Linked DNA regions of Sus scrofa: all the other regions are linked to region 1. A link is a contact called in public targeted proximity ligation data. All regions are on one chromosome and are shown on one strand. The core of a region is the stretch at or near the end of the contact, and the rest is flanking DNA. Distances in the headings are between cores, read along the strand shown.

Evidence for each region.
Region 2: a contact with region 1 is called in a targeted proximity ligation map of skeletal muscle. A contact is called at or near these places in 2 of 2 datasets of targeted methods (alveolar macrophages and skeletal muscle).
Region 3: a contact with region 1 is called in a targeted proximity ligation map of skeletal muscle. A contact is called at or near these places in 4 of 47 Hi-C or Micro-C datasets (liver and skeletal muscle) and 2 of 2 datasets of targeted methods (alveolar macrophages and skeletal muscle).
Region 4: a contact with region 1 is called in a targeted proximity ligation map of skeletal muscle. A contact is called at or near these places in 1 of 47 Hi-C or Micro-C datasets (adipocytes) and 2 of 2 datasets of targeted methods (alveolar macrophages and skeletal muscle).
Region 5: a targeted proximity ligation map of skeletal muscle shows a contact between it and region 1. A contact is called at or near these places in 4 of 47 Hi-C or Micro-C datasets (adipocytes, alveolar macrophages, fetal heart ventricle and 1 more) and 2 of 2 datasets of targeted methods (alveolar macrophages and skeletal muscle).
Region 6: a targeted proximity ligation map of alveolar macrophages shows a contact between it and region 1. A contact is called at or near these places in 1 of 47 Hi-C or Micro-C datasets (embryonic fibroblasts) and 1 of 2 datasets of targeted methods (alveolar macrophages).

Annotation. Positions count from the first base shown.
Region 1 is chr4:14,132,428-14,136,325 of Sscrofa11.1, forward strand. No RefSeq gene overlaps it. Among named protein-coding and RNA genes, the nearest start is that of TRIB1, 160 kb to the right of the region's middle.
Region 2 is chr4:14,550,891-14,554,356 of Sscrofa11.1, forward strand. The region is part of intron 2 of NSMCE2 (E3 SUMO-protein ligase NSE2); the gene reads right to left. Among named protein-coding and RNA genes, the nearest start is that of WASHC5, 46 kb to the right of the region's middle.
Region 3 is chr4:14,574,810-14,578,430 of Sscrofa11.1, forward strand. The region is part of intron 2 of NSMCE2 (E3 SUMO-protein ligase NSE2); the gene reads right to left. Among named protein-coding and RNA genes, the nearest start is that of WASHC5, 22 kb to the right of the region's middle.
Region 4 is chr4:14,504,258-14,508,184 of Sscrofa11.1, forward strand. All of the region lies in intron 4 of NSMCE2 (E3 SUMO-protein ligase NSE2), which reads right to left. Among named protein-coding and RNA genes, the nearest start is that of WASHC5, 92 kb to the right of the region's middle.
Region 5 is chr4:14,481,245-14,485,271 of Sscrofa11.1, forward strand. All of the region lies in intron 4 of NSMCE2 (E3 SUMO-protein ligase NSE2), which reads right to left. The region is part of intron 1 of LOC106509961 (a long non-coding RNA gene); the gene reads left to right. Among named protein-coding and RNA genes, the nearest start is that of WASHC5, 110 kb to the right of the region's middle.
Region 6 is chr4:14,440,226-14,443,880 of Sscrofa11.1, forward strand. All of the region lies in intron 4 of NSMCE2 (E3 SUMO-protein ligase NSE2), which reads right to left. Among named protein-coding and RNA genes, the nearest start is that of TRIB1, 140 kb to the left of the region's middle.

The DNA of each region.
Region 1 (3,898 bases), core at 19-2,518:
CATCTCATGCACTAAGCCACACAGCTACCCCTCCCTGCAAGGGAGCCTGGGAAAGTGAACTCTGAGCTTTCCACCTTCTAGGACAGAGAAAGCATAGCTTGAAGGGAGTTGGGATGTGTGCTATTCTATCTGCCACAAGGAACTCTCAGGAAGAAGGAAGAGCTGATCATCCGGATGGTAGAAACTAACCTGCAGTTATCTTCAGAGTGCTGCTCACTCAGCCACTCAGCTCCTCTTGAGGTTCTTGAGTCATAATTTACTTTCCCGTAGTCTGACTTTCCAGCATGAGGCAAACGCCCACACTTGGCCGGAGGAATACAGGAACCTTGACCAGCAAGCCCCACAGTGTGGTATTGGATGAGAGACAGAATGAAAGAGCTGGGCAGATGAGAAACAATAAAATGCTCACATTGCCCTTATTAGGATGGGAGCTCCCCAAAGGCAGAACCCCTGACTTTCTCATCTGCTCATCGGCCGCTCTACCTGGCAAAATGATGTACTCAGTCAATCCACTGTGACTTGAATGATTTCATTCTTCAGCCAGGAGCATGAGTTTGTTTTCTCCCCCTTTGTTTTATTTTGTGTCATTGTCATTTTCATCCTCATGTAAGCATGGGTCTTGAAGCCAGATAGACCAGGAATGGAATTCCAGCCTCACTAAACCTCTTTCTGTGGCTTTGGTCAAGACACTTTACTCTCTGTGCCTCAGTTTTCTTCTCTGTAACATAGAAAGATTGAGGAGTTCCCGTTGTGGCTCTGTGGGTTAAGAACCTGACTAGTATCCATGAGGATGTGGGTTCGACCCCTGGCCTTGCTCAGTGGGTTAAAGGATCCAGCGTTGCTGTGAGCTATGGTGTAGGTTGCAGACGCAGCTAGGGTCCTGCATCTCTGTGGCTATGGTGTGGGCTGGCAGCTGCAGTTCCAGTTCAACCCCTAGCCTGGGAACCTCCATATGCCACAGTTGCAGCCCTTAAAAAAAAGAAAGAAAAGATAAGAAGATGGAAACCAATTGCATGAGGTTGCTATATGAATGGAACAACACAGGGTGTGTAAAGCACTTAGTAAGTATGTGGCCCATCTAGTCACTCTAATATCAAAGGCCTGTTATTATTTTTATGTTGGAATTTTAAGCAATGAGAGCACAATAAATAAGTCGCTCCATCCAATTCCCCAGGAATTCCTGTTTGGATTCCTACCAATGGCAGGTTTGATATTTGAGGAGAGAGCAAAGTTCTAATCTTTCCAGTTCATCCTAAAAATAGTCAGCTCTTCTCTGTACAATCTGTCAGCTCAGCAAGTCCCATCTAGGGAACCGGGAGATTGTGTAAGGCAATCTTTCTAAACCGGGGTCAAATGTTCTCCTTTACCCGAGAGTAACTCGCAAAAGATGCACATGAAGATAAGGGGTTGGCCCATTAGTGCGGGGGAGGGGATGTCTTCCCACCCGCGCTGGGGTCTGATGTCTGGAGCCGCAAGGATAAAATGCAACTGGCACCTTTTGCATTCTGGAGAGAAGGGATATTTTTCTCATGTTTATTCATTCAACCACGCAAGTCCATAAATGAAAGACATTTGCTGGAAGCTACTAGCTCAGAAACCAGTAAATGCAGAAGAGCAGAAGTAATTAAGTGAACCTGCCCCTGAGATCTCATGGTCAAGCCATTTATTGAAACCTTTAGGCATTCAACAACAATAATAATTAATATTTATTGAGCGTTTATTAGGTGCCATCCCTAGTTCTAAGACTTTATGTGCATCATTCACTCTTATTCCTTCTCTTTTTTTTTTTTTTTTTGCTTTTTGGGCCTGTACCTGTGGCATGTGGAGGTTCCCAGGCTAGGGGTTGAATTGGAGCTGTAGCTACCAGCCTACACCACAGCCACAGCAATGCGGGATCTGAGCCGTGTCTCTTACTCCACAGCTCGAGGCGATGCTGGATCCTTAACCCACTGAGCGAGATCAGGGATGGAACCCGAATCCGCATGGATACTAGTCGGGCTTGTTACCGCTGAGCCACAATGGGAACTTCCTCTTATTGCTTATCTTAACCTCATGAGATAAGGACTTTATCTTGGGTGCCAATGAAAACGTTGAGGTACCAAGAGATTAAATAACTTATCTGGACTTTTAGAAACTCCCTATCTGGGAAGCTTTCCATTGTTATGACCAGTGTAGGGGACTTCTAACATAGGAGGGGGTCACTCATTGTCAGAATCAGCAAAAGGGAGTTCCCGTTGTGGCTCAGTGGAAAGGAATCTGATTAGTATCCATGAGGGCGAAGGTTCAATCCTTGGCCTTGCTCAGTGGGTTTAGGATTCAGTGCACTTTATGGCTGTCAAACCAATGACATCCTCTGGACATTCTCAAGGGCTTCTCTAGGCTCATGCTCTTCCCTCCCCAAGCAGGTCTTTCCCATCACCTTCTCTAGTAGCCACATCCTGCTCATTTTGCAAAACTCAACTCCACTGCCTCTCTCAAAAATCAAGAAAAATTTCCAGGAATCCCCCACCATATTACCTAGGTATGATCTCTCAAACCTCTGTTTGTCCACCTCTGTTGGCCCCAACATTTTGCCAAAAATTATGTTCGGCTGTGTATCTGGCTTACTTTGTCTATGAAGTGAGTTCTCCTCCAAAGCAGAGGCCATGTGTGGTCAACTGTCTTATCTCCAGGGCCTGGCATTCCTGGGTTTAGTGCCCTGGTTCATGGGCACTAAACCCATATGCCTGGCTCACAGTATGCCCATGTAGGTGCTTGGCTGCCATTCACAGAATGGAATGGAAAGTGGAAATTCAAAAATGAGATAACGGGAGTTCCCATTGTGGCTTAGGAGGTTAAAAACCTGACTAGTATCCATGAGGATTCCGGTTCAATCCCTGACCTTACTCAATGGGTTAAGGATCTGGTGTTGCTCCAAGCCTCAGCGTGGGTCAAGGATGTGGCTCAGATCCCATGTTGTTGTAGCTGTGGTATAGGCTGGGGGCTAAGGCTTCAATTAGACCCCTAGCCTGGAAGCTCCATTTGCCACAGGTGCAGCCCTAAAAAGACAAAGAAAGAAAGTAGAAAGAAAGAAAGAAAGAAAGAAAGAAAGAAAGAAAGAAAGAAAGAAAGAAAGAAAGAGAAAGAGAGAAAGAAAGAGAGAAAGAGAGAAAGGAAAAGAAAGAAGGAAAGAAAGAGAAAAACGAGATAACACAAGGGAAATTCGTGCATCCCCAGGTTAGAGCGTGAGGAAGAGATGTCAGCAGATGCCATGAGCAAGAGAGACCAACAGGTTAGACAACCAAGACTTTCTAAGATTTAACGATTAACTTAACTCTGTCCTCTCAAGCAAGCTGCTGAATTCCCCAGTTGCCACCCAGAGGAGATGAAAAGCAGAAGTCATATTATAATTTTGTGCAACTTTGGGGGAAAACCACAGCTTCTACTCCTTTGGCTTCCACACCCTGTTCTGCCATTCCCTCCCCATCCAAATTTTCCTCTCCACCATACAAGAAAATCCGAAGGTGCCTCACTTTAGTAGTAGTAGTAGTAGTTTGTCTTTTTAGGGCTGCACCTGCAGCATAAGAAAGTTCCCAGGCTAGGATTGAAATGGAGCTGCAGCTGTGGGCCTATGCCACAGCCACAGCAATGCCAGATCTGAGCCACATCTGCAACCTGTGCCGAAGCTTGCAGCAATTCTGGATCCAAGGCCAGGGATTGAACCCACATCCTCATGGATACTAGTCAGGTTCTTAACCTGCTGAGCCACAATGGGAACTCCTCAAAGATAACCTCCCTTTAAAAACCTATGCCATGAAAATCTAGTTTTACCAAGAGTGTAAGTCAGTTAGGGGAAATAATCTGCTCTACCAGAAATCATTTACTTTAAGAAAAAAAAAAAAAAGATTCTATTGAGTAG
Region 2 (3,466 bases), core at 646-3,145, 420 kb after region 1:
AGCGATGTTGGGGCAAGCTTGAGCACCCAAGTGCTGAACAGGGTAGCCTAAGGCAACAAAGGGAAGGCACCGGGAGAGAGCAGGAAGCTCCTCCGGAAAAGAACTGAGAACCACCCCACACCTGAAGTGATGCTCAGTCAGGTAAGTTCAGACTCAAGTCAGTGTTTTGGTCCACTGGGGGAAGGGGCTTGGAGGGGCCAAAGATGGAAGAAAGATCTAGAAGGGACTCCCACAGCGGTATCTAGAAGAGAGGCCAAGAGAATATCCACAGCTATTTTAGATTATTTTTGTGATTCTTTTTGTTCTTGTTAACCCTTGTTTCCCTCTTTTAAAGGATGTTATTTATTTGTATTCCTGTTTTAGAAATACCAAGCAAAGAAAGGCACAGGGAACGTGCCCCATGCTGCTAATAAGAAGTGCGTTGGGGAAAGAGCATAGCTTTGCATGAGGCAGGCAAAAGAACTAAATAAGTCCCTGAAGAACTCAGGAGGAAAAGAGGGATAAACACATAAACAGGGAACTAGCTGTTGACTGAAAGTGGCTTGGAGATAGGGAGGTGCCGAGGGACTGACCAGCCAAAGGTTCCCTGCCCCTTATTCCACCATATAGAAGCCCACTACCCCAATTCTCCCACTCTTACAGAGAAAGCCCTTCCTAGAAATCCACACCAACCAAATCCTACACATCCTTCAAGAGCTGAACTCAAGCCCTTCCTGCTTTTAATCTCTACCAGCCTAGAAGGGTCTCAATTTATCTTAACATCTACAGTTGATACTTTGGCGCTTTTAAATATAAACGGTCTTGTCTTCTTATATGAATTTGTCTCACTTCTCCAAACAAACTTTAATCCATTGGAGGGCAAGAATGATGCTTTAATGCTCCTGGAATTCAACAAAGAATTACAGCAACTCTTCCTTCAAGATTCTTATGTGGCCATCATATAAATTTGAAAATCAAACTTTTACCAAACTACAAATTGCCCTGCCTCTGATATTCAATTGAGTCAAAATGTAAAGAAGACATGTAATAGAAATTCATTTGCCTGTTCTATTTTCATTTCACTTTTCCTATGGAAAAATGTTGGCACCAGTGCAGGGCGGGGGGCATTATAAAAGTGATGTTAACGTTCACAGGATGACAATTTCAAAGAGGAAAATATTACTGTACACCTCTGCAAGCCTGGAAAGTGACTGCCATGATTAAAAATATACATATAATAATAATAACAGCTGTAACTAAGACTTGTGTTATGCGCCGAGATCGTACTGAACACAATATTTACATTAAACCTCACAGCAACATTAAGAGATAGGTAGCTTTATCTCTGCTTTACATATAAGAAAACCGAAACACTAAGCAGTTGAAGTAACTTGCTCTAGGACACAAAGGTTGTGAGCGGCAGAGCTACGCCTCCAACTCAGACCTTCAAGGTGCAACGTTTGCACACTTGTCCGCCTGGACTAAAAGGTGCTTAAACACAAGAAGGACAAGCAGCTCCAACGCCTCCATAAATATCCAGGGAACAAACCCTCGGGGCAGGGGGAAGAAGAAGACTGCCATGGCCCTGAGCTTCATCTCAGTTCCAGGTGGCCTGTTCCAAGTAGGACACTAGCCAATGCCACTCAAATGCTAACAGGCCTGATCCAGGAAAAGCTTTTCCAAATTCCTAGCCGAGGAAACCGAGGACAAAAAGGAAATGCTTTTCCCCTTTGAGAAGATTACTAAATTTTAAGGTTGGTGAAGAGAGTGGTCTTCCCCGTCCACGAGGCTTACTGGAGGGGCTGTAAGAGCAATCAGGACACTCACTGAATGCCAGGAGAATAACTAAGTCAGCTCTAGCTGCTGGTAGGTCAACCTGCACCAGGCCAAGAACACCAGCTGCAACAGAGATGGCAGCAGCAGCCACTTGATGGCAGCAGCAGAGAAATGTTTAAGGGGAAGGGAAAGGGCCCTGGAAGGCTCCAGCTGGCAAAGATACTTCTGAGTGTCAAAACCATTTCCACTACCTATGCTTTTGACTGTCCTTGGCTGGCCAAGTGGGGTCTGAGTCTAGGAATAGACTCATTTCTTCAATACGCTTTCATTCCCTATAATCGACCCTTGCTTATGTTAATCAAATGAACCTAAGTGATACCCTGCAACATACCTCTTTCAGCCAATGAGTGCGTGGGGCCGTCTCCTGGAGAGAGTGGGGAGGCTCGGTGAGAGCTGTGTAACACATCTGGCACACCAATTAAGCGAGTGCTCCAAGAAGTCAGTTCAGTAGTAGCTGAAATACAGCCCCCTACCCCTGCCCCAGCAAATCAAGTCCAGAGGGTGCAGATTATCTTTGATTTATATTATAAAAATATAAGTGCTTCTGTAAGTACGCCAGTACCACAGCTGTCCTCCTGCAAATCTGGTTTGTCTATACCCTGTGAGCCCGCTCAGCACTCTCCCGAATGTCGTGGGCTGCTAATGGTACCCAAAGAACTCAGAAAGTGTTATTTAGACCAGGAAGGGCCATAGAATTAAACCCATTCTTTAAAGACAGTTTCTGTTTCGTTTAGCTTTTTCCTGTTCAGTGGTAAACCCTAAGAAAATACAAAGAATGATAATAACTGAAGGAGGGCTTCATTTTAGACTGAAGTGCTCTGATATTTACATAAGTATCTGAATGGATGCAGTTGGCCTGTATATGAGTCTCCTAAAGTCATACAAACGTGTAATTATGCGATCCAGGCAGCCACGCTAACCATGTAACCATGTAACCATTAGACATGTCGCCTGTTACTTAACGTCAAAACGCTCTAACAGTGGTATTATAACTATTACTATTCTCTCTTTTGAAGTGTTGAATAAGGCATTGAAGTTACATGATCAGTAAAACATTAAGCAGAAATGGGTGATTATGTGTTGCAATCAAATTCAACTTAAAATTCATGGGACTTCAATGAGAGGAAGATGATAGCTGAAGCAGGAACAAGAAAGCAAAATAATTACATGAAAACAACGCGGGTTATCTTGAATATAAAAGACTAGGGCAAAATGAGGGAGAAGAGATAGACCTGAATAAGGAGAGGAATGGAGATTTAGCTATTTTTACAGATGTAGGCAGACTCAGGTGAGACACACTCCAGGTCTTCTGTGGCTAAACCATGCAGGTAGTAAGCCTGTAACACTGTGCTAATTCTTATGCAGCACAGTATGGACTCGTGAGCACTTATCCAGGGTGAGTTCCAAAATTGCCTAGTGTCTATTCCCACCTTATTTGCTCAACATAACACCACAGTCTAGGTCACTGGTTTAAAAAATGGAGATAGGAGTTCCTGTTGTGGCTCAGTGGTTAACGAATCTGACCAGGAACCATGAGGTTGCAGGTTCGATTCCTGGCCTTGCTCAGTAGGTTAAGGATCTGGCGTTGCCGTGAGCTGTGGTGTAGGTTGCAGACACGGCTCGGATCTGGCGTTGCTGTGGCTCTGGCATG
Region 3 (3,621 bases), core at 27-2,526, 440 kb after region 1:
GTCAAATCAGCATGTGACATTTCAAACAGAAGCAAATATTAATAGGATCTGCAGAAGTAAGTTTAAGCTGGTTAAACAATTTGGGGAAAAACCTAAAATACCAATCACGCCAGTGGTAGAGGGCGACTAATACAAAGAGAAAAAAGAGAAAGGAAAAAACAGAAATCGGTAAATAGTATTATCTTGTTTTACTAACTGGTTCAATGTGAATATCACCAAAACCTCTAAAAAGCTACAAAACTGATTGATTTAACTACCCTTAAAATTTCTTGATAGAGTCACTGAAAAGTGAAATACCCTCTCTACTTGCTATTACAGTTGCCATTTGCCACATGCAGTGGCAATTAGGCATTTGAAATTTGGCTAGTCTGGATTGAGATCCATCATAAGATTTTGAACTTGGAACCTGGCACAAAAAAAAGAATGTAAATGTAAAAATAACTCAATTTTAATACTGATTACATACTGAAATAATATTCTAGGCACATTAGATTAGATAAAACATTACTGAAATTAATTCCTACTCTTCTTGCCTTTTGTAATGAGGACGGTGGAATATTTTAAGTTACATACGCGGCTCACATTATATTTTTATTGGACAGTGCTGCTACATATAAATATAACTTTCCACTTATATAGAACACACAATTTCAGTTATAAAGCACAGAAAGAAGAGGGATAAATAAGTCTGGATAATAAAATAATTTTCTCTAGAATAATCAAATTGGTTTCATCTGTTAATCACCAATCAAATAAAAGCATGTTTCTGCTTACTGAAAGACAAACTTCAATGTCTTTTAAAAAGCCTTGATGTTTCAAAAATGATCCTAAGTCTGTTCTACCTCTGCCATGAATTGTACTCTTTGCCTAGAATTAAACTAGTCTTAATTGTTTTCAATGATCATACGTATAATACAAAATGCTAGTTTAATTTTAAAATCTGATCGAGCGACACCATTTCAGTTCTTTCTGTAGCGGTCATTTTCACATTCTATTAGATCATTGAAACCTAAGCCACGTCTCTGATTCAAAGATTTAAAAAAAAAAAAAAAAAAGTAGAAATCAACTCAAATGTTATTCTAAAAAAAAAAAAAAAAATTGTTATTCTCCAGCATCTAGAAAAACCGAGGCAGTACTCAGGTACTATACAGATTCTGTTTTAGAAATCTAAAAGATGACTCATTTACTATTTCAAAAAGTGACACCTTAATATGGATGGGAGAGCTCAGCAAACAGGAGAGCAGAGCAAGCAATTATTTCCACACATGCCATCATGTGGAGAAACCAAGCCAAATTTCAGGTTGGTACAGTCAGTGGAAGAAAGAAAATCTGGAGGTGTTGGAATGGTTGGAAATTTATGGAGTGAGAGTGGTAACATGAGGTGAGGTGAGGCCAAGAGCAGCCCAAGCTCTCCTCTCCAGAGCCCTTAAAAAGGAAACTGCTCAACTTTCTGACGAAGGAAGCCAAGAGGAAAGAAAAACACATTTCACACTTTTTAACATCCCCAAACTATTCGCCACACAACTGGCCCGCTGAGAGAATTACACCTACTGTTGATACATCTTTTTAAAGTGGCTTTTAAAAGTTATCAACCACAAAATCAAGAGGCACCAACTTAGAATAGTAAATAATAAATATGAGACACATATATCGCTGGTAAGTAAATGAACTGAGTAACCTGGATAACTGGAAATGAAGCTGGTGGAAATGAGAGGTATATTCCTCATTTCTAGAAGAGCTGATCTTAAAACGTTGTGATCTCAATAGCCTCACAGTTTTTCTGGTCTGAACTAAACATTTTTTTTTTTTGGTACTTTTAGATATATGGAATAATTCAGGCTCCAAGCTACTGAATTCCAATAATTTAGTTACTGTACCTTTTATACAATCCTGAACCCTGCAATTAACAGATCAGTTACGCCCCGACAGCTACCTCATAAGAAGTGTTCTGATGCCATCTAGTGGCTTATGTTTCTCATCAAAGGGGAGATGATTAAACCAAAATGTGGTCCTTGGGCGAGCAGCATCGGCGTTACCTGGGGAACTTGTTAAAAGTGCAAATTCTTCAACTTATCCCACATCTCTTGCAACTTTAGTGGTGGTGGCCAGAAATCTGTGTTTTAACAGCTCTCTAAGTCATTCGTCCCAAGTTTCAGAACCACTGGATTAACCAGTCCTTACATAAAAATTAAGTGCAAAGTCTTCAAAAAATTAGGTTCCCCAATTAACGAAAGTGCTCAATTTCTAATTTTGGAAAGCAACTTAGTTTTCTGTATTCTGGATCCAAATATCTGTATTTAAAGAATGTTGTTAAAAGCCATTTACTAACATATTAATACACACATTTAACACCTGATGAGCATCAAATGAGCCCCAGCCTCTGAAAATATCAGATGCAACCCTGAGGTCTGTGCCCTGAGGAAACCCAGTTCAAAGGAAGACCATTACAGACATTAAATAAATAAATAAATAAATGCAAAAAGCCCTGTGAAACAAAGGAAAATAATTAAGTGGTATCGGGAAATCAGGTTTTGGCATCTTAAGGGGCTCAGCTGAAAAGCGGGAACACATGAAAAGCCAAGGAGGTAGAACACTGGTGACTTTTAAATTAAGAGCCATCTACCCTAATGATGATAGACACCAAGACAAGAGTCTACTGTTTACATCTGCTCCTGTGAAGCTATGTTATGAAGTAATCAAGAGAGAAGCAGATCTGGTGAAGCCTGGTTAAACTGTTTATTTTCTATTGTGGTCTTAGAGGAAAACTGGATTTTTTTTTTTTGGTCTTTTTGCCATTTCTTGGGCCGCTCCCGAGGCATATGGAGTTTCCCAGGCTAGGGGTCGAATCGGAGCTGTACCCGCCGGCCGACACCAGAGCCACAGCAACTTGGGATCCGAGCCACATCTGCGACCTACACCACAGCTTATGGCAACACCAGATCCTTAACCCACTGAGCGAGGCCAGGGGTCAAACCCACAACTTCTTGGTTCCTAGTCAGATTCGTTAACCACTGAGCCACGACAGGAACTCCTGGATTACTTTAAATAACAACTTAAGGGACGTTTAGTAAGCCCCATAATGCATCTATGTGTTTGCATTCTTTAAATTCATAATTTGCAAACTTTAAATTCAGTTTGATATTATGCTCTTCTTTGGAAAAACAAAAACCCAACTTTTAATAGGTAGCTATTTACTCATCCTTTAAAAGTTATATGCTTGAAGTAAAAAAAACTGGATCAAGAGATATATGCCCAGTATGGCCATTGGTGCATAGTATATACAATTAAGTATATACTATTACTCCATGGCTTAAACGGTGAACCTATCACTGAAGAGAAAAAAAAAAAAAATTAACTCTGAAAGGCTAACCTTCCACAATCACACCTCAAATATATGACAGGTAACATCACAGACATTAATACAGGTGGAGTTAAAATATAAAGTATAGGAGTTCCTGTCGTGGCGCAGTGGTTAACGAATCTGACTAGGAACCATGAGGTTGTGGGTTCGATCCCTGCCCTTGCTCAGTGGGTTAACGATCCGGCATTGCCGTGAGCTGTGGTGTAGGTTGCAGACGCGGCTCGGATCCCGCGTTGCTGTGGCTCTGGTGTAGGCCGGCA
Region 4 (3,927 bases), core at 1,039-3,538, 370 kb after region 1:
TTTGACTTCTGTTCATGGCTTACAGTATTTTCTTATCTAGTGACGGTGATCAGAATACATTCGAAATATTTATATTGCTTTAAAACTTAACATTATATGATAAAAATTTTCTAAACATTTCATTTTTTAGATAAATGATTTCCCCAAATCTCTTGAATTGTTTGCAAAATTTCCCACTGAATAACACTGAGAAATATCTTTGTATAAAAACATTTTCTCTTTGGATTATTTTATTAGAATTAATTCCCCAAGGTAAAATTACCGGGAAAACATTTTAAAGAGTCTTACTTTATATTCTGTACCTTTAATATTTAGCCAGTTATAGTTACCTTAAATTACCATTGCATTATCAAGGCGTAAGCTTGATCATCAGATACAATTGGTTTATTTTATCAACCACAATGTTGGAATTGAAAACCTATCATTTTAACACACTTCTCCCAACCCTCTGCTCCTCAGGGGCCTCCTCCTCTCCTTCAGCTTCGAACTCCAGCCTCCAGCTCAGGCAATCACCAGAATCCAGCTGCGGGCCAACAGCCATCAGCGCAAAAACAGAAGAGCTTACTGCTTCTCAAAGCTAAGAATTCTGAAAACAATAATACTTTCTATTTTTAGAGGTGGGGTGGCAGGGGAACTTGCTAGTCGAGTCAAATGAGTCAGTCAAGATGAGAAAGTTAGTATATTTCAGTCAGTACGTCTGTGCTGGCATGAACCATTGCCTAAAGCAGTGGACACTCTTTCAGAGGTTCCCGCTGCCCTCCCAAATGAAGACCCTTCAGGCCATCAGGCTTCTCCCCTCCCCTACCTTCTCGGTACTCCCTTTTCCAGCCCTTTGGTCCAGACACTCGCAGTTCCCAGAAACTATTGTGTTCTCTTTCACATGCAGACTTGAACGGCTTTTGCATGCAGACCTTTAAATGACAGTATTTTAAACAACCATATCCATGTTTTAATGACAGTATCTGTTCATGTTCAGGTATGAGATTATATAGAGGACATTCCAGTATTGATTTCCATCTTGCACACTCTTGAAGCAAAATAATCAGCCTATTTCAAAGCCACTCTAAACTTTACTGCAAATTCCTCTTCTTGCCAAACATTCTCACGTGCTAATCTTCCTCGCCTTTGCTATTAGATATCCCTCCCCAGATGAAAATGTCCTTAAAGGTCCCCCACGATGGCTGTGCACTCATCTACCTCGGGGAGGACTCCACGAACGAAGTCAGGGATATCTGCATGCAAGAAGGGACAGCAGTAACCAAGCGAAGAGAGAGGGGTTAAGTCAAATATTCCATAAGAGGTTAGTAAGTGTGAAAGTCTGCATGTGAAAGAGAACACGATACTTTCTGGGAACTGCAAGTGTCTGGATCAAAGGGCTAGAGAAGAGAGTACTGAGAAAGTGTGCGTGTATGTGGCGGGGGGAGCCTGATGGCCAGAAGAGTTTTTATTTGGGGAGGGCGGAGGGACCCTCTGAAAGAGCGTGGTGGACAAACATGACCAGACCAACACTTTAGGATGATCAGTCCCTCTGGCAGAAACAGACAGGAGGCGAGTCTGGAGCAGGGAACACGTAGGAGGCAGGCGGTAAAATCGAAACTAGAGCAGGTATAACAGTGGGAGCACAAAGAAATGGAGAGGGCTTGGGAGAGACTTTTAGCAATGGGACTAGACAGTCTATCTTGTTAATTGAAAATTCTCACTCATCTCTTTGTAGAAAAATGTTTTGCCTTTGGTGAATGTAAAATAAAGCCGCTGTGCTCTGAAGCAGAAGGAAAATACCTAAGCTCCTACTATGTTTTCTTGATTCTGTAATCCCATCAAAGGTAAGAAGCACCATCAACTTAATGCTTTGTGTGTGGGTGGAAAAAATCAATGTTACTGCATAACAGGAGAGATGGAGGTTGCTAAGGCTGATGGTTGGTGGAAGGAATTAAAAATACTTGAGTCTAACTTGGAAGTTTCCTGCTTCCTGCAGTTGAAGTCAAAGAATCGTGTCCCCCCAGGGAAAGAGGAAGGAAGTGCCTTCCACCAGTGAGCAACCAATGGTCAAACTGGGCAAGGAGGGTTGCCAGAAAGTCTGGGAACACTTCCAACCAACTGGCAGCCCCACTTTGTACTCAGAGCACTGCTGCTGCCAAAGCGACGCTGATGAAAAGGAACATGACACCTTACCCTCTACTCTCATTCCCAGGACTAGTGTGCATCAAAGGATCTACCAGGGAATATTTGTCCCCTGGGGGAATAAAGTTTCCATAAACTAAGTTCTGACCCCTCTTTGTAGTCCTTCAATCCTTCCCCACCGCTACATGAAGCACTGGTTCGATGCCAGGTGTAGGCACCGCAGGCAGTACCAAGGCCAAGTGCCTGCCCTCACTCAGCTGACATTCCAACCAAACGCAAGCTGCGAAATGAAGACCAAGCACCCACTACTGAAGAAAACTGATTAATTTAAGTGACCCAGAAAACTCTATTCTTCTATTTTAGAAAACAAACTATATTTATTTTGGAAAGTTCTACTCAATGCCTTTCATCAACCCCTAGGCCACTCTCATTTCCTCTCCAAGTTTGGGGAGTCAAGTTCCAGGACCCTGTGATCTCAAGTGACTGGTTTCTTTTTCTCTCAGTCCCCAAGACATTAAATACCTGCCTACGGTCCTGGTGCCCAGTCCAGTGCTCTGTGTATCCAAGGTGCTAGTTCACTAAAAAGCAGACTCTGAAGTAAGTCAGCAGGTTTTTTTTTTTTTTTTTTTTTTTTTTAATGCTAAATCAAATCCAAAGTGGATCCTCTGCGGTTAAATCCAATGTACAGCTGTAACAGAATCCCTAGTAGAGTCAAGGTTCATTCAGGACACAGTGATAATAGCTGCAGCTCCACTGGATCTGCTCATATGCATATGTTTCACCAGACACAACGTGGTTCATTACGTGACTAGGGCTGTTTCTGACACTTCACTCTCTGCTTCCCTATCAAGAAAAGCTTGTCAAGCCAAAGCCAATATTGTACTGAAAAATGATTTGTTAACTTATCACCGTTTTTTGGTTCACACCCTTCTCAATGACAGAACATTCCTTATCTACTTGACAGCTTATTTTATCCTTCATTACAATCTTTTAATACTTTTACAGAAGGACTAAAATACTCTGAGTTTGTTTCCTTGCACTTGAGGATTTTATGTAACTGCTAATAATGTCTAAAATGCATAACCTTTTAATAAAAATTATTGATGTTAATGCCTTTAAGCAAGCTAAAAGAAAGATTAGGAAACTAATATTTGGGGGATTATATTACAATTTTAAGAACATTTTCACTTTTCATTTCAAAATATCTGGTTTAAGCCCTATATAATTCTGTGGGCTAAGAAACGTTATTATTATTGTATTACCCATACTTTACAGAAATGTAAAATCCCATTGATTTGATCAAAAATACAAACTATGATTTGGTTGAGCCAGAATCTGAATGTATATTTTCTGATTCCAAATTCCAGGATCTTTCCAGGATCTTCCCTTGACATTAAGCTGATTAAGTAAATGACTTTAAATAGTTATCAAGAAAAAAGGATTTCAGAATAACAAGGCAGATAACTCTGAAGGACATCTGAAGGACAATACCTGAGTATAACAAATATGCAAATATTATCATGATTAAGGCTATCAATTATGCACATAAATAGACAATTTTGTTTTAGAGTTATTAAGATGTGTACCGTATTCCACTTAAATACTATAAAGTGAGGAGATGCTAACAAGGTACCAAAGATCCAGACGTAAGCTCCAGGAGCACAGGGACGTGTCTCTTTTGTTCGATGCTACATTCCCAGCATATTCAGTAAACACTCGTTGAATGAATGAATACAAAGTATAACATGGAGTATAAAAATGAGGCTCTCAGATACAGAATAAAGTTAGTTTATATTCAAACCTAGG
Region 5 (4,027 bases), core at 1,412-3,911, 350 kb after region 1:
CCCTGCTGTCTAAGAGGGACAGGGGCAAGATCTGGGAGACCCATGGACTTGATTTGCCGTTGTCATTTCCTCCAATAGGAAGATTTCCATTTTTAGGTACCTGTTCTGAGAATCTATTTTGCCCAAATGCACCAAAGACTCATTTTGTAAACTGGACCTTGTCTGGTAAGTTCTTTGTGCCTTTTACCCATGAAGCAATAAAGCAGAAAGGTACTTTTCCACATCAGCTGTGATCAGCTTACAGTATTGCTACTATTCAGGACTTCCCGTGTGGCTCACAACAATATTGCTACTATTCATTGGGCATGCAATAAATATTCAGCAAGGATACTGATATTGACACTAACGGAAAACAGACAGAAGAAAGTTAATTGGACTTCGTGAGATATAGAGGAATTACAGCTGTTTCTCATCCCTACTTCCCCAAAGGGAAACATGGTTTGAATATCAATGACAACAGATTTTGTTGGCTGACGTATTCTTAATGGAAATCAAACCAAACTGAATCAAAACCAAAAAGATCAATGGACATTTGTGCCTTTAATCATAAAACTGTAGGGTCTTAGTAAGCTGAAAGTGTTCTAGGTTAGGTTTTATCAGTTATTAACTCAGTAACAGAGGGTTGGCCAGAAGGAAATGAAAATTATAGTTTTGAGAAAGTTACTGAAAAGCATAGGCCATTTGTAAAGACATTCTAAGCTTTGGATGAACCCCTGTGTTTGGAAGACACGTTTAGGGTTGCTACCTTTGAATATTCTAAGAAGTCTAAACAGGTGAATGAACTACATTCTAAAAGACCTTCATGTTTTAGATTACACAAAAGATTTATTTTAAGAATACTGACTCTTTATTTGTTTTTTGTTTTTTTTTTTTTTTTTTTTTTTTGTTTTGTCTTTTTTGTTGTTGTTGTTGTTGCTATTTCTTGGGCCGCTTCCGCGGCATATGGAGGTTCCCAGGCTAGGGGTTGAATCGGAGCTGTAGCCACCAGCCTACGACAGAGCCACAGCAACGCGGGATCCGAGCCGCGTCTGCAACCTACACCACAGCTCACGGCAACGCCGGATCGTTAACCCACTGAGCAAGGGCAGGGACGGAACCCGCAACCTCATGGTTCCTAGTCGGATTCGTTAACCACTGCGCCACGACGGGAACTCCATGACTCTTTAATTTAGATCACCAAGGAAAACATTTTCAAAACTCTGCAAATATTTAGTTAGAATCAAATGATAAAACACTAAAACAATCAACCACCAGAGCATAAGCTTGGCATTGTTTTCCTTCTACAATCTTTTTTTTTTTTTTTTTTTTTGTCTTTTTGCCATTTCTAGGTCTTCACCTGCAGCATATGGAGGTCCCCAGGCTAGGGGTCTAATTAGAGCTATAGCTGTCAAGCCTATGCCAGAGCCACAGCAATGTGGGATCCGAGCCGAGTCTGCGACCTACACCACAGCTCACGGCAACGCTGGGTCCTTAACCCACTGAGCAAGGCCAGGGATCAAACCTGAAACCTCATCGTTCTTAGTCGGATTCGTTAACCACTGAGCCACGATGAGAACTCCTCCTTCTATAATCTTTATGACTCATTTCCAACTTTGTATGAAGCATCTTCAGATGACTGCTCTACTTTAGGCATCTCAACCCATTATGTCCCAAACTAAATGCTAATTCACTTCTACTCCCTCCTCCTGCCAACCTCCCGGAACACCCATTCTTCTTAATTAACTCCAGTGATCTCTAAAATGGGTATGCACAGAAAAAAAAATGCACCAGAGAAAGCCATAAAATATTAAAACTTCTGTACTAGATACAGGCTCAAAAGTATTTAACTACTAAGGGTATGTGATTTTGAAAAAAGTTGAGATGACTAATCTAATCCAGGCTTCCTCACTGCCTTTACACCATCAGTCCACAAAGGACTTCAATTCTCTCTCAAAGTCTCTTCCACTTTTCCTTCCATTTCCACTGCCTCTGCAGTAGCTCAGATGCTCCACGTCTTGCTTGGGTTTCTGCAGGAGTTTTCCATTTTGTCTTACTTCTTGTATTATCTTTTTCCAACTCATTTTTCACTCTGCCACTAGAAGTATCTTCACTATTCAGATAATATTGCTCATCCAAAAAAAGCAAACAAACAAACAAGTAAGCAAACAAAAACCACTGCCTACAATAATCCAAACACCAAAATGAGGGTTTTTTTCATGGTTTTCTATAGTTTTAGCTCAACCTAGGAATGCAGTGGAAACAAAAGCATGACCTTCAGGCCTAGGTTTGAGTTTTGGTCCTGCCTCTTGTGAGCTTTATTTATGACTTTGGGGAAAATCACTTAGGCTTCCTGAGTTTGTATTTCCATCTTCAAGTGGTGGTATTAATAGCTCACAACTGTTATGTAAATCAAATGAGATTATCTATGCATGAGGAGGAGCCGAGCCCAGAGCCAGGCACACACTAATAGGTGATCAATGGTTTGATCCCTTCGTGCTCTAGGGTCACTGCTACTACTGCCCTCTGCCTCGCTCCCCTGACTCCCCACCCCCACCCCATGACATTACGCACCAATCCAGGGGGAGGAACACAGGTTTTCCTCAAACACGACAGGCACTCTCAGGCCCCTGTGACTCTGATTACACTATACGCTCAGCCTCTTGTATGTCCTTTCCTGCCTTCTCCGCTGAAATTCTACCCAGGCCTCAAGGCCCAGCTCAAATGTCAGCTCTTCCAGGAAGGCTTCCCTTGATTTCTCTGATCATCACTTTTCCTTTCTGTTCTTCCTGCACGCTGCTTACAGCTTTTCTTTGGTATTTCTTTCTTTGTGTTGTAATATTACTATTATATTTGTATTAAATATAAAATCATGTTTACCTATGTTACCTGCATGAATTATAAGCTTCTTGAAGGCAGAAAGCATGCTTTTCTTCTTCTTAGCCTCAGCAATTAATACCTTGTACTGGAAAGGATTTAATACAGGTCTGCTGATCGACTAAGTAAACACAGCAAAACAAAACTTATACCTGAAAAATATACTGTTTCTCTCTCCAATGCATAAATTAAAAGTAACAACAAAATGACCTAACAATGGTAAATTTTGATATTTCAGACTCAGTGAAAAGAACAAGATATTGTTTTTAAACTATTAAACAGATGATATCAATTGTCATCCATGACAGACTACTAGTGAGTGAATATGAATTGAGGGTGATGATTCAAAGAGGAAAATCGTAATACATACATACCATCTATTTAAAACCACGCTTTCAAATGCTTAATGAGCTCACACTATACTGAATGAAATAATTAGGACACAAAACTGATCCCAATCTTGCAAGTATATAAGAAAAAAGGCAACAGAAATAAAATAAACATTAATATGTGGTTATTTCTGAGTGGTAGGGCTACAGGTGATTTTTATTTTCTGTCTTTTATATTATCTAAATGTTCTACAACACACACATTTATATAGTTAGAAATTTAAAAAAAGACTATCAATGAATTCTAATTAAAGCCTAACCAGATTTGCAAATGCTAAAAAGCCTTATTAGCCCAGTAAAAGACTTCCTGATATTTTAATATTTAATCACAACACATTTGTGTAGACATCATTAAACACCAAGAGTTAATGTGGTAGTTTAGAAAAAGATACTAATAGAAAATGGAGCCCTGCATTGTGACTTAGTGACCAATTCGGTTCCCTTATTAAAAATATCAAATGGGAGTTCCCACCGTGGCAGGGTAGGTTAAGTATCCAACTGCAGTGGGTTAGGCTGCTGCAGAGGTGCAGGTTTGATCCCCAGCCCTGCACAGTGGGTTAAAGGATCCAGGTATTGTCACAGCTGTGGTGTAGGCTCAGTTGTGGCTCAGATTCGATCCCTGCCCAGGGAACTTCCATATACCACAGGTGCAGTCATAAATTTAAAAAAAAAAAAAAATATATATATATATATACACACACACACACGCACATATAAAATAAGATATTAATAAAAGTTTTCCTTCATTTTAACCAGAAAGCAGAGTAAGTAAACATTTGACTATT
Region 6 (3,655 bases), core at 471-2,970, 310 kb after region 1:
TTAGCTTCTCTTCTTTCTGAACCTGGTTTTCATGATTAAAAAATATGGACATTAGTACTTACCTCACAGGGTTGTGGAATGACTAACACCCACTGTACAGTACCTAAAACACAACAGATGCTCAGCAAACAGTACATCCCTTCCTCTTTTTCTGAAGTGATTGGACATGGATACAGAGGTCATTGTGTAGGTCTAGACAAAAGGAATGCAAAATTTGAGAAGTTGCAGGGTAAACATCCAGCATGGGTGGGCTTGGCAGCAAAAGAGAAAACACACACGACTAGAGTTCAGGACATCACGGAGAAAGATGAGGTGAGATGAGGACAAGTCACTGGGTTGGCTGGCTGGCTGGCTGCGGGCACAGTCTTGTACGCTGGGTACCACAGGAAGATACAGGGAGGCACAGGAGTGGTTTACCTCTGGGGGTGTTCACAGCCCCCTGAGGAAGATTGTTTTTAACCCAAAGTTATAATATACAATGTTAAATATGCCTAAGAATTAGGTACAAATGACACAGGAGAGTCAGGGAACAGGGGACAGGGTAGGAGAGAAACTGGGGAAAGTTTCATGGCAACTGCAACGAGAGTTGAATCAAAGGACGTCACATTTTTCCTAAATGGTATGAAAGACACTATTCTCTGAAGCATATGTGAAAACGAAGAGAGGAGTGAAGAGTCCTTTCCAGCTTAGCCATCAAAATCATACAGGATAAAAGCAAAAATAGGGAAAAGGGGGAAAAAGAAATGGATCAGGTGCTGAAGCCACCTGGGATAACTTATTCTATTATTATCTTCATTCTCTTCGGATTGGCCAGAAAAATGTCAAGACCAATCAAGCACAAATAGATTCCTATCATTAGAAGTCTAACCCTAGTTAGTGAAACTGAAGATTCATTTATCCTATAGAAATCAGTCTAGTCATGCAAATAAACATGACCAGAACTGGCAATGTTCTGGCCCCCAAAACATTTGCCCAGTGGAAAACTGGTAGCTGATATCCAGTCAATTGGGAGAGGAACTTGCCTCACAATTCAGAAAGCAACTAGTTTTTATTTTATTCTTTTTTGTGTGTCTTTTTAGGGCCACACCTGTGGCATATGGAAGTTCCCAGACTATGGGTCGAATCTGAGCTACAGCTGCCAGCCTACGCCACGGCCACAGCAATGCCAGATCTGAGCGGCACCTGGGACCTACACCACAGCTCACGGCAACGTGGGATCCTTAACTCACTGATCGAGGCCAGGGATCAAACCCTCGTCCTCATGGATCCTAGTTGGGTTCATGACCACTGAGCCACAATGGGAACACTAGCAACTAGTTTTTAAAACCTAGTCGTGTCTTTAAAAAAGTAGGTGAACTAAAAATAAAATCACTACATTGACAGGAATTAAAATGAAATCAGTACTAGGAACTTTCACTGAATGTTTAAAAACCCTGTTGTGCTACTTGATCTTGGAACCGCCTCAGTTTTAGTAAATGAGTTAAAACATTTTTTGGTTTCATTTTCATTATTTGTCTGTTGTGAAATCTTGAATGCTTGAAGTTTTCCACTGCGCTCAGGTTCCTCCACCTATCAAACCGTAGGGGTTAGGCTTCACCTGGATGCTGGGGGCGAACAGGGAGGAGTCATGGGGTCGGGAAACCTTCCTTGAACCCAGGTGCAGAGGCCCCTTCTCAAGAGCTCTGCAAGTCCCTGGAGAGTGACATCACCACGTCGGTGAATCACCGGCAGTCCCATCCATCTTGCAAAAGGAGAGGAACTTGAATGCAGCATGAGTTATGCTGAACAGGGCAGAAGAGGCACCTGGGGCGGTTGGGGGGGTGAGGTGTGGGGGAGGGCTTGAGAAAACTGGGCACCTACCAGCTCCAGGTGCCATCAGAGCACCAGCAGGTTCTCAAGAAATGACCACATTCAAGAGATCTCAAATTCTCACACATAATACAGCAACCCAATTCCACAGGTATAGAAACTACGTCATGGAAGGGCACCAGCTGACTCCAATCCACCAATGGAGCCAGAAACAGGGCTAGAATTAAGAAACGAGCCTCCAACTTTTCTGCCCACTTCCTAGCCCACTCCAGTGACCTGAAAGGCACACTTCAGAGGACAGTGATGAATCACAATCATACTGCGGTAGGAAGAATTAGATAACAACCAGTTGCAACTTCAAATATGTTCACAAACTGTAGGCTGGAAAGGTAGTTTTAAAACCCACTTTTCAATTCTTTTGAACTAAAACCAAATTTAGGACGCTACAGAAAGGCAGTTCAAACAAAAGCTAATTTTGTTTAATGAACTAACCAGGAAGGCATTGTGAAAGTCTTGTGCAACTAAATGCTTAGCTAATTACTGTGAGATCAAATAACTGTTACCATAGTTACCGCACACTGTTTTCCATAATAACTTTTATCACTTCAATAAATCTTTGTGACGCAACAAATATAAAAAGTTTACTGTAACATGACTATAATGTTTTGGAAGGCACACACTGATGACTGACCTCTTGAAATTACCTGCCCATATTTGTCAGTGAACAAGGGCTGATAGTGTGTCTAGTTGACTCCAATATCAAAATGTTTCACTGGCTTCTTGTAAGAGGCTGTAATTCCTCAAAAGTTGAATTTACCTGGTCCAGTCATTCAACGGAAAAATCAAAAGGCCCTTAGAGCATTACATCTTGTCTCTGAATGAGCTTAAAAATAACAGCAACCATTTATGAAGCCCTAATTGTGGGGTTCCATGCCAGGCAGCTGACATACATCATTATCTAATCCTTCCTACACTGCTGCTGGAAAGAACCTGGTGTGGTGTCATCCAGCTTCCTCTTGGGAGAGATTTCAACCCAGGTCTACTGAGCTCCAAAGCCAGTTTTCTTTCCACTATACCACACAGCTTTATATGTACACAAAAAAACCCAAAAAACAAAAAAAACAAAAAAACCATTTCTATAATTATTTTCTTGCTGCTATGTGTAGTGTTAAAGCTCCAGTGAACTGCCACAGAAGACTCCCTGATACAAGGCCTGGCTGGTCAGTTAGCTGAAATGATGTCACTTCACTGGATGTCACTGGAAATTGGAAATTCCTTCCCTGGATATACTGGAAGACTTAGTTATATGACTATTTCCAGCAACATCCCCCAACCTCCTGGGGGGCAGTGGGACTTAGTCATTTTGTTACTTTCACTTTTTCCTTATCTTGCCCTTTCCTAGAATTAAATGCTAAGATTTTTGAATACGTGAAGTCACAAACATGGCCTAAGAAGTTAAGATGGACAATAAACATGTAATATGAGTATGATAAGATAAAGGAAACTACAGACTCAAAATTCAGAGGCCGTATAGCCTTGAGCAAGTCACTGAGTACCTCTCTGGGTTTTCCCATCTTAAAAAAGGGGCAATAATCCCCACCTACTAACTCACAGGGTTATTATGCAGATTAATTATTTCATGTGGTTGAGTTCTCTGAAGACACAAAGTGCTAAGTAAACAATCGTTACTGAAGTGAAACATAGAACACACGCGTGATTATAGAGCATTAAAAAGCAGGACTAAGAGGGAAGGATGAATTAGTAGAATTGGATTAACATATACAGACTACTATATATAAAACAGACAACCAACAAGGACCTTACTGAATAGCACACGGAACTATAC